Linked DNA regions of Capra hircus: region 2 is linked to region 1. The links are chromatin contacts, called in public Hi-C maps. All regions are on one chromosome and are shown on one strand. Each heading gives the region's core, a stretch centred on a gene start, on an enhancer-like site or on the middle of the called end of the contact. The rest is flanking DNA. Distances are from core to core; before and after follow the strand shown.

The links. Hi-C and Micro-C count contacts between places; a contact is called where the count stands out from the background.
Region 2: a Hi-C map of blood shows a contact between it and region 1, with 3 times the contacts expected there. The contact joins the promoter of VPS36 here to the enhancer-like site in region 1. A contact is called at or near these places in 3 of 5 Hi-C or Micro-C datasets (blood and liver).

What each region holds. Positions count from the first base shown.
Region 1 is chr12:64,967,612-64,973,031 of ARS1.2, reverse strand. No RefSeq gene overlaps it. Among named protein-coding and RNA genes, the nearest start is that of TRNAM-CAU, 8.0 kb to the right of the region's middle. Within about 2 kb of position 2,446, at least 1 of the 5 cell types and tissues checked has an H3K27ac peak or open chromatin away from gene starts, as enhancers often do.
Region 2 is chr12:65,052,821-65,058,240 of ARS1.2, reverse strand. VPS36 (vacuolar protein-sorting-associated protein 36) reads left to right here and starts at 2,425. Exons shown (of 14, transcript XM_018056691.1): 1 at 2,425-2,615. The coding sequence starts at 2,520.

The sequences.
Region 1 (5,420 bases), core at 1,197-3,696:
ACATTATATTAAACAAAAGAAGCCAGACATAGAAGAGAGTATATTGCATGATTCCATTTATGTAAAGTCCAAGGACAGGCAAATAAATACTATAGCACCAGAAATCAGAACCACCGTTGTCTTTGGGGATGTGTGATGGGCATTGGCTTGAAAGGGCACAAAGGAACTTCTGCATGTTGGAAATGGTCTGAATCTTGCTTTGAGTAATGGGGTTACATAAGTATATACTGGATTTACCTGGTGGTACTAGTGGTAAAGAACCCACCTGCCCGTGCAGGAGACATAAGAGACATGGGTTCAACCCCTGGGTCAGGAAGATCCCCTGGAGGAGGGCATGGCAACCCACTCCAGTATTCTCGCCTGGAGAATCTCATGGACAGAGGAGCCTGGTGGGCTATGATCCATGGAGTTGTAAAGAGTCAGACACGACTGAAGTGACTTAGCGTGCACGCACAGGTGTATACATTTGTCAAAACATTAAACTGTATACTGAAGATGTACACATTGTGTTGTGTATGCAATACACCTTAATTAAAGAACAATGCAGTCTTATGTTTTTGTAATTTGGCTGCTCAAAGAGATTTTTCCATAATGAACTCCAATGCATCATTTTATTTCCTTTCTAGCTTCCGTCACTTCTTTTGACTCATACTCAAATCTCATGTATGTTAATCATGTGAGAGGTTACCAGGCCTCTCTCTGGATCTATAGACTTATTTTCTTAATACATGTGGTATTGTGATAACAGACATCTCATCCCCTCACCCACAGGGGATAAGAAGTAGCTGCAGTGTGCACTAAAAGGCACAGTGGTAATAGTGACACCTTGGCAGTGGAGGAGAAAAAACTAAAAGTATGACCTAAGAATCCAAAAGAGTGTGAGCCTGGAATGATTGAAACAAAATCAGACAATGTTATACATTTCCGTAGTCACAGGGCATCACGTTTTGTCATAGGGTTCATCCAGAAATGTTAAATCATATGCAGTATATTCTATTTAAACCTAGGTAAATCATATGCAGTATATTCAAAGCTATGGTTTTTCCAGTAGTCATGTATGGATGTGAGAGTTGGATTATAAAGAAAGTTGAGCACCAAGGAATTGATGCTTTTGAACTGTAGTGTTGGAGAAGACTCTTGAGAGTCCCTTGGACTGCAAGGAGATCCAACCAGTCCATCCTAAAGGAGATCAGTCCCAGGTGTTCATTGGAAGGTCTGATGTTGAAGCTGAAACTCCAATACTTTGGCCACCTAATGCGAAGAACTGACTTATTTGAAAAGACCGTGATGCCGGGAAAGATTGAAGGCAGGAGGAGAAGGGGACAACAGAGAATGAGATGGTTGGATGGCATCACCGACTCAATGGACATGAGTCTGAGTAAATTCCAGGAGTTGGTGATGCACAGGGAGGCCGAGCGTGCTGCAGTCCAAGGGGTCGCAAACAGTCGGAGATGACTGAGCGACTGAACTGAACTGAACTGATCTTCTATTTTAAAAGCAAAGAAGGGTAAATACATGAACATTTCATAGAGAACAATTTAAATCATATTTCTGTTTTGGTGCATGAAGGGATAAATCTTCAAATAGCCAGATTAATCCAGTCTGGGATGAAAGCCAGTCCCTGGTAGAACCAGGACTGGTGGCAAAGGAGCTGCCTTTGGGTAGATGGCTATTATTACACAACCAGGCGGAGTCCCAGGCAACTGAAAGGGGTCATGTAATCCCAATAAGCTCTGATTTAACACCTTTATCACCAACATGGAGCTTTCTTACCCTATAAGGATGCTGAGTAACGCTGCAAACATGCACTTTCTGTGGGCCATCTGGTTATGAAAACCCCATAGGGTAAGACTCATGAGAAGGTCTTGCTAGTTTTTCTGAAAGTAAATAATTCTAAATGGGCTCCTGGAGAGTTTTCTGGGTAATTCATACTCTACAGAGATTTGATTGCAGAAAATTTCCAGTAAACTTAAAACTCAACTTCCTATAACAGTTAGAAAGTGTACAAAAACAATTGGCTTTTGTTCGATTGAGAAAGACCCTGGATGAGTAGAACTTTGAAATTTTGAAAGAAAAAGATAGATAAATAAGACGGAAATTTCTGACTGTCAGTGACTAAAGAAAACCTTGCTGAACTTGGAAAGTATAATAAAAGAGGGATCTTGCCTAGTTTGAGGTGTTGTATCCTTGGGCTTCCCTGGTGGTTCAGCAGTAAAGAATTTGCCTGGCAATGCAGGAGATGTGGGTTCAATCCCTGGTTCAGGAAGGTCCCTGGAGAAGAACTATTCTTGGGTGGGAAATCCCATGGACCGAGGAGCCTGGCGTGTTGCAGTCCATGGGGTCGCAAAGAGTCGGACACAACTGAGTGACTGAACTGAACTGAGCAACTAAACAACAACATCTTGAGTTCAGATTCACGCTTGGATAGAATGCCGTGTGTTCTCAGGGATGAAGGGCCCACAGGAGAATGAGAGCGGGGAGGCAGATGCTGTTGGAAGGAGAGAGCTTGGAATGTCCTAGTGGTCAAGAGAAATGCATGTGTGGGTGTGTGGGAGGGTATCAGGGGAAATGAACACTGCCAAGTTGATTTGTATTTTAACTACCAGAGCATTCCTAAGACATTCTTCCAAGATGCTGGGATTAGAGAGATGGCAAGTTTCAACAGTATGTTTATCCATTACAAGTACAAGAACTAAGTAAAAAATTTTGGCAGATGTATCTTTAATTCTAAAAAGACAATGGTGACATTAAGGAGACTTTGAAACAAAGTGACTTCTCATAATTCCTTTACTCTTCAACAGCTAATATTCTATTTTTCTATGTTTTCTTCTGGACTAAAACTAAAACTCTCTTTCTCTAGCAGTACTTTTGAGTGAGTAAGTTTCCTCTTGGCATGATCTCTATTGAAGCAGCTTCTAAACCCTAATGAGCTGGGAACAATTCTCCAGTCCTGTATTATTCTGCCTTAAATTGGAAACTTGAACTTCAGAGAGGAATTATCTGCAATTATCATTTCATGACTGTTTTCAAGATTCCCCACTTTCAACATCCGCTGCATGTGGTCTGCAGAAGTAAAGCAAGTCAAACACTGTGGGCAAGAAAGCGATTCTGCTGTTCTTCAGAATGAGCTTCCCTGGTAGCTCAGTTGGTGAAGATCCACCTGCAATGCAGGAGACCCCAGTTTTATTCCTGGGCTGGGAAGATCTGCTGGAGAGAGGGTGGGCTACCCACTCCAGTATTCTTGGGCTTTCCTTGTGGCTCAGCTGCAGTGTGGGAGACCTGGGTTCAATCTCTGGGTTGGGAAGATCCCCTGGAGAAGAGAACAGCTACCCACTCCAGGGGTCACAAAGAGTCTGACACGACTTTCACTTTCACTTCACTTTCCAGAATGGGCTTAGGGATCATCCTTCCTAACTCCCTGTTATTAGTAAGAAAAATGAGGCCCAGAAAGGTCATAGAACTAATAAATTCAGTTGTTGAGATTTGACCCAAGGTGTTAAAAATTTTTAATTTTAAATAATTTTAGATTTTTAGAAAAAAATTCAAATCTACCTTCCTCTGCTGCCGCTGCTGCTAAGTTGCTTCAGTCGTGTCCGACTCTGTGCGACCCCATAGACAGCAGCCCACCAGGCTCCCCCATCCCTGGGATTCTCCAGGCAAGAACACTGGATTGGGTTGCCGTTTCCTTCTCCAATGCATGAAAGTGAAGTCGCTCAGTCATGTCCGACTCTTAGCGACCCCATGGACTGCAGGCTACCAGGCTCCTCCGTCCATGGGATTTTCCAGGCAAGAGTACTGGAGTGGGGTGCCATCGCCTTCTCTGCTACCTTCCTCTAACCCCCTCTTAATGTTAACAGACAACCATAGTTCAGTCATCAAAATCAGAAAACATTGTTACAGTACTATTAATTAAACTACAGACCTTTGAATTTCATCATTTTCCCCCCTAGCATCTCTTTGTCATTCTGGGATCCAATGCAGAATCTCACATTGCATTGAATTATTCCTCCTTAGTTTCTTCCAGTGAGGGAGAACTCCTCAATCTTTGTCTTCCATGACCTTGACACTGTTGAATAGTACTGGCCAGATATTTTGTAGAATGTCATTCATTTGGGGTTTGTCTAATGTTTCCTCACCATTAGACCGAGTTTATGCATGAGGCAAAGTGTCCTTCTCAGTACATTATATTAGAAAATACACAACGTTGGTATGTCCTGTTACTGGTGATATTATCCTTGATCACTTGGTTGAGATGGTATCTGTCAGGTTTCGCTACTCTTATTATTTTCCCCTTTGTAATTGAGGAATATCTTAGTGGAGTTACATTGAGATGATGCTAATATCCTAATTTTCCTCAAACTTTCACCTATAGATTTTAGTATTTATCAGTTGGAGAAGGAAATGGCAACCCACTCCAGTGTTCTTGCCTGGAGAATCCTGTGGACAGAAGAGCCTGGAGGGCTGCTGTCCATGGGGTCGCACAGAGTCGGACACGACTGAAGCGACTTAGTAGCAGCAGCAGCAGCAGTGGATGCTACCTGCAACAATCATTATTATAATGTTTACCTAATAGTGATTTTGTTATAGATAGATGGAATAGAGATATCTTTGTACTAATAGCTGGATGGATATTTATTTTATTCTGTGGATCATAACCCAGTGTTATCATTATTTACTTTGTTGCTCAAATTGTTCCAACTTTGGCCACTGGGGACTCCTTTGAAGTCGCTCAGTTGTGTCGGACTCTTTGCGACCCCATGGACACCGGGCTCCTCCGCCCATGGGACTTTCTAGGCAAGAGTACTGGAGTGGGCTGCCATCTCCTTCTTTTAGGTTGGCTCATGTATCCTTTTGTCATGCCTCATCATTGTGGGGTTATGTTGCTTGTGGGACTATGTTGCTGCTTTGAGTACTTCATTATTTTCTTCGTTTCTTTTTCTAAAGACTATGTTTTTAAATTTTCAATTTCTTTATTTGGCTGTGCTGGGTCTCAGTTGCAGCATGTGGGACCTAGTTCCCTGACCAGGGATTGAATCCAGCCCCCTGCATTGGGAGAACAGAGTCTTAGTCACTGGACCACCCAGGGAAGTTCGAGTACTTCTTTATTTTCTGACACACGATTTTCCAGGCTCAATTACATTCTGCCTACCCCAGCCCTAGAATCAACTGCTTCTCTGAAGAACCCTCTGAGCCAAGACTTTTTGTCATAAGCGTCTTATGCTCCTTCCATCAGTTCATGTTATGTCTTAAACACATTTGACTTGACCGTTTAGTACACTTTTCTCAGAAACACACTATTCAGGTAGGTGGAGTTTGTACTTGTCATTCAGCACCGGCTTGTGGTTACTCCTGATGCTCCTCTGTCCACGATAATTGTCCTGCGGGGATGATCCGGGCATGAGGTAGCAGGAGGGTGGGAG
Region 2 (5,420 bases), core at 1,176-3,675, 85 kb before region 1:
AACGTTCATGGTCTCCCAGCACCCACTGCAATCAAGTTTTCACATTCATTTGCATAGGGCTCTGAAAATCATCTTTTATGAGACTCGTAGATGTTCAATCCGAGTTGTCACTCTTAGGGTCTCCAGTCGCCAATGCTCACGTACAGCCTGGAAAAGAAATCGATGTAGAAGCAGTCCTTTCCCACATTGAAATTTCCAAGTAGGATAAAGCATTTTGTTGTAATGACCCAAAATGTATCTTCCAGAAACTCAGATCGTAGAATTTATCACTGGGAAGGGCATCAAGAAATGATCTGGACTCTGGGAATTCCCTGGCAGTCCAGTGGTTAGGACTCTGTGCGGCTCTGCAGGGGCAGAGGTTCAATTCCCCGTCAGGGACCTAAGATCCCACATGGCGCAAGGCCAGGCCAAAACAATAACAACAACAACAAAAACCAGCCCAACTCTCACACAATCTCACTTCCCCTTCTGTTTTTGAGCAAAGAAACCAACCCATTTCTTTGCTTTCCTTGGCAGAAAAATTCCTCAAAAGGATCATCTATGCTCCCTGTCTGTAAGTCCCCTCCTCTTTTTCTCTTTTAAAATCAGATCATGAGGATTTTTTCTTCCACCACCCCATTGGACCACTCCTGCCTAGGCCACCAAAATGTCCACGTGAGAAAAACAGGGATCAGTCCCCCAGCACCTGCCCCACCAGCAGAATTGTCACAGCCCAGCTTTCCTCCTCACGGTACCCCCTCTTCTCTTGGCTTCCAGAACCCCACACCCTCCTGGTTGTCTCCCTACCTTACCCATAAGCAGCTCCTTCTCCATCTCTTTCTCCACACCCCTTCCTCCCCTGACCTGTGTGCTTCGGTGTAAATGAATATTCCCCAGCTCTTGAGCAGGAGTTGTCCACAGTGTTAGCCACTCTTCAGGATGAAGATCTTCTTTTGATTCAAAGGTATTGAGAAATTGTCTCATTGGTAAGTGAAAATAGGAAAAAAGAATAGAGGGGAGGGGGGTGGAGGGGGTTCAGGATGTGGGGGTCACATTTATCCCTTGGCCGATTCATGTGGATATATGGCCAAAACCAATATGATATTGTAAAGTAATTATCCTCCATTTAAAGTAAATTAAAAAAACCAATACAGTATTGTAAAGTAAAATAAAAATAAATAAATAAATAAAAAGAAAAAAAAAGTAAATTAAAATAATAATTGTCAAGTGGCAAAAAAAAAACCAACAAAAATTATAACATCTAATGTAGCCAGGGTAACTTGGCTTGGATGAAGAACAATTTGCTGGTGGCACTACGTTCTGCCTCAATAAGTTCCCAATATGTAGCAGGTTTGCAAAACATGGGTTCAAACTCTTAAAAGCAGTCATCCTACTTTGGGAAGACACTCTAAGAAAATAATCCGAAAGGGGAAAATACATATCAGTTGTAGAAGTACAAATACAGGTGCTTCACTTATAATGCAAGGTAGAGAAAGAAATGAAAGGGACAGCAGCCAAGGCCCAGCAGGTGGGAGTGGCAGTCAGGCACTGGTTTGCAGAGACCCATCCACAGGTGAATTATAATAGATCTATATAGTCCTGAAACACTATCTAGAGTAAATTTGTGAAGTCTGTGTTAATACTGGAAATGTTTAAATGAAAAGGATTTTAATTGGAAAAAAAGTGGGGCGCAAAATAGTACTTTTTTTTTTTACAAAATAGTACTTACATATTGATTGAAGCTGTGTGAAAACAAATCAGTCATAAATATTCATCTGGGAAAAAAGTATTCAATGACAGGCTTTAATGAACGCGGCAGCATGCTGGGAAGTGACAAGAAAAGGGCACAAATATGCAGGAATAGTGTACAATCAGAAAGTCCAAGCTGCGTTCTAGGCTCCCTAAAAGTCTCTTGTAATCTCTGGGTTTGCGGCTGAGGACCAAGACTCTTGAGGGTCTCTTGGACTGCAAGGAGATCAAGCCAGTCAATCCTAAAGGAAGTCAATCGTGAATATTCATTGGAAGGACTGAAGCTGAAGCTCCAATACTTTGGCCACCGGTTGCGAAGAGCCAAAGAGCCGACTCATTAGAAAAGACCCTGATGCTGGGAGAGATTCAAGGCAGGAGAAGAAGGGGACGACAGAGGACGAGATGGTTGGATGGCATCACTGACTCTATGGACACGAGTTTGAGCAAGCTCCGGGAGATGGTGAAGGACAGGGAAGCCTGCTGTGCTGCAGTCCATGGGGTCGCAAAGAGTCCGACACGACTGAGCGACTGAAAAAGGACAAAGGATAGGGTGGACGTCCCCATTGGGACTGTGGCCGATGGACCGCCAGAGGGCGCACCAAGCACGTCTCCACGTCCCCGGGCGCCCCGCGGCCGCGCGCGCTCCGCAGGGCTCCGGGGCCAGACAGCTCCCTCCCTGCCGGCCTCCGCCCCGCCCGCCGCCAGGGGGCGCCGCAGGCTGCCCGGCGGCTCGGCTCGCCGTCCCGGAGCGCCAGCGCGGGCGAGCGGCGGAGGCCGGCCAGGCGGCGGCCATGGACCGCTTCGTGTGGACCAGCGGCCTCCTGGAGATCAACGAGACGCTGGTGATCCAGCAGCGGGGGGTGCGCATCTACGACGGCGAGGAGAAGGTAGGGCGGCGGCCGGCCGGGCCTCGCTCCGCGACCCCAGCTCCCCGGCTGGCCTCGCCGATCGGCGCCGCCCCCGCTGTCCACGCCCGCCGGGCGCCGGGCTCCGGCCCGACTCGGGAACGGCTCCCGCGGGGAGCGCGCGGGCGGCGCCCCTCTCCCAGCCCGGGCAGAGACCCCCGCTCCGGGCGGCACGGCGGACGCGGGCAGGGAACCCCGAGTCCTCGCCCCCGATCGCGCCGGGCAGGCCGGTTCCGCCTTTGTCCCGAGGCCGCCGGGTCCTGCGCTCCCGAACTGGGCGTGGCTTCGGGCGCCGGGACCTGGGGGAACCGGGGGGACAGGGCGGTCCTGGCCGGAGCGGGAGCGGGGCGAACCGAAAGGATTTCCGAAGAGAAAAGCCCGCCTCTCCTGGGACGCCTCGGCCAGAGGCTCTGTGTGTGTGGATTGCTCGTGGTCCGGAAGAGACGTTGGAAAGGAGGTTTGATTGTTTTGTCGAGTGATGGAACAGGCCGTGCCTGGTAATCCAAACGTAAACCATAAAGAGCTGTGTTTGCAGATGGCAAGGAGAAATATTACCTGTGTTTCACGGACACGTTAACATTCACTGGAGACTACCGTCATACTACGAACGATCATCCTGTTCTGAATGAAATGTATGAGCTGGAATTAGGGGGAAAAAATTATCAGCATTTTTAGTTTCCAGAAGTTTTCACTTGCTACCTTGTCCTTCCTTGCAGTTTCCTTAGAGAGAAACTTCCTCCTGTACTTTGGAACTCGTTGCCTGACCCAGAGCTTTTCCTGTCTGTACTTGAGAGTAGCTTGAGGCCTCCTTCCTTCCAGGGCGGGGCTTACACAGCCACCCGAGGCACGCTGACATGCCTGGGGACCCCGTTGCCCTGCCTCCTCGAGGGCATTTTTGCATGTTTCCATTATTGGGTCGAGATCTTTTCTTTTGTTTGGACTTAGAAACTCAGTTTCGGAGAAGGCAATGGCACCCCACTCCAGTACTCTTGCTTGGAAAATCCCATGGGCGGAGGAGCCTGGTGGGCTGCAGTCCATGGGGTTGCAAAGAGTCTAACACGACTGAGCGACTTCACTTTCACTTTCCACTTTAATGCATTGGAGAAGGAAATGGCAACCCACTCTAGTGTTCTTGCCTGGAGACTCTCAGGGACGGGGGAGCCTGGTGGGCTGCCGTCTATGGGGTTGCACAGAGTCGGACATGACTGAAGCGACTTAGCAGCAGCAGCAGCAGCAGCAGAAACTGTTTCCTGGCTTCCTCCGTGGCTCAGCTGGTTAAGAATCCGCCTGCTAAGGCAGGAAACATGGGTTCAATCCCTGGGTCAGGAAGATTCCCCCAGAGAAGGGAATGGCTACCCTCCCCAGTATTCTTGCCTGGAGGATCCCATGGACAGAGGAGCCTGGTGGGCTACAGTCCCTGGGGTGGAAGAGGCGGACACGGGTTATGGAACTAAACAACAGCTCTTTTTACTGCTTCAGTACTTTTATGAACTTGATCTCAAATTGGGTTTGCATCTTTTGCTTGGCATGATTAGCTAAATGTCTTTGTTTTTGTAAACCAAGTTTCCACGTTTGGAACTGTGGTGACTGGGAAGCTTAATCAATGTCCCCTTCCCCAGGGGACTGGAACTTCCCCACACAACTGGTTTTCAAACACAGCTCCAAAGTCACCCTCTGACAGCAGTCTTGCTTTTGCAGATCACGGCAGTGTTGTTCTACCGTAATTCCAATATGCAAATTAGAGACATCTTGGCTAACACACAATATAACTATAATGTCTTTAAAACAATAAAAAATCAAAACTATTAGTAGTTGGATATGAAAAAAAAACCATTGCTGAATCAGCAAATTTTAGTTTTTCCTTTATTTGTATTTCTGCTTGTTTTTGGGACAAGTAGATATAGGTATCAGAGGATTAAGAAAAAAGTTATGGGAAAAATTTAGTTGAGCCTTTTAAGTCAATTCTTTTTTAAAAAAATAACCAATTCTTGTTACTGAAGTATAGTTAATTTACAATGCTGTGTCAGTTTCAGGTATGCAGCAAAATGATTCAATTGTTATATTACAGGCTATTTGTTGTTGTTCAGTTGCTCAGTCATGTGAGACTCTGTGACCCCATGGACTGCAGCATTCGAGGCCTCCCTGGCCTTCACCGTCTCCCAGAGTTTGCTCAAATTCATATCCATTGAGTTGATGATGCCATCCACCCATCTCATCCTCTGTCGCCCACTTCTCCTGCCCTCAATCTTTCCCGGCATCAGGGTCTTTTCCAATGAAGTTATTATGAGATATATAGTTCTCTGTGCTATACAGTAGGTCCTTGTTGTTAGTCAAGAATTCGTGACTGTTCTGCAAGCTGGGGGTGCTGCGGGAGGGCTGTACGGGTCTTGGAATCGAAGCAGAGCTCTAAGGCACTGTGGTCCCCAGGCCAGATCTACTCAGTCGCTGCTGAGCCTTCTCTAGTATCACCTAAGGCCAAACTGAGTCCCAGGGGCAGTCTTGTGTCCTGGCTTCCTCGCTCTGCTGGAAGGGGTCCAGATGGCCCGTGGTCTGAGGACTCCAGGAAGCTGCACATCAGCTTCCATATGTGAGCAGGGGCCCTTTCAGAATCTCTCACTTGCCCCCTCTCAGCACCGCAGTGCAGACCTCCCAGCCTTCTTAGCTTTGCACTCAACCTATTCCCCCAGCCAGCAGGCTCAGGGCTAAGACCAGTGGGTGCTCTCTATTCAACCTTGTATCTTCTGGCTCTTTGTGAGTGTGAAATACATTAAAGCAAGCACACCTTGA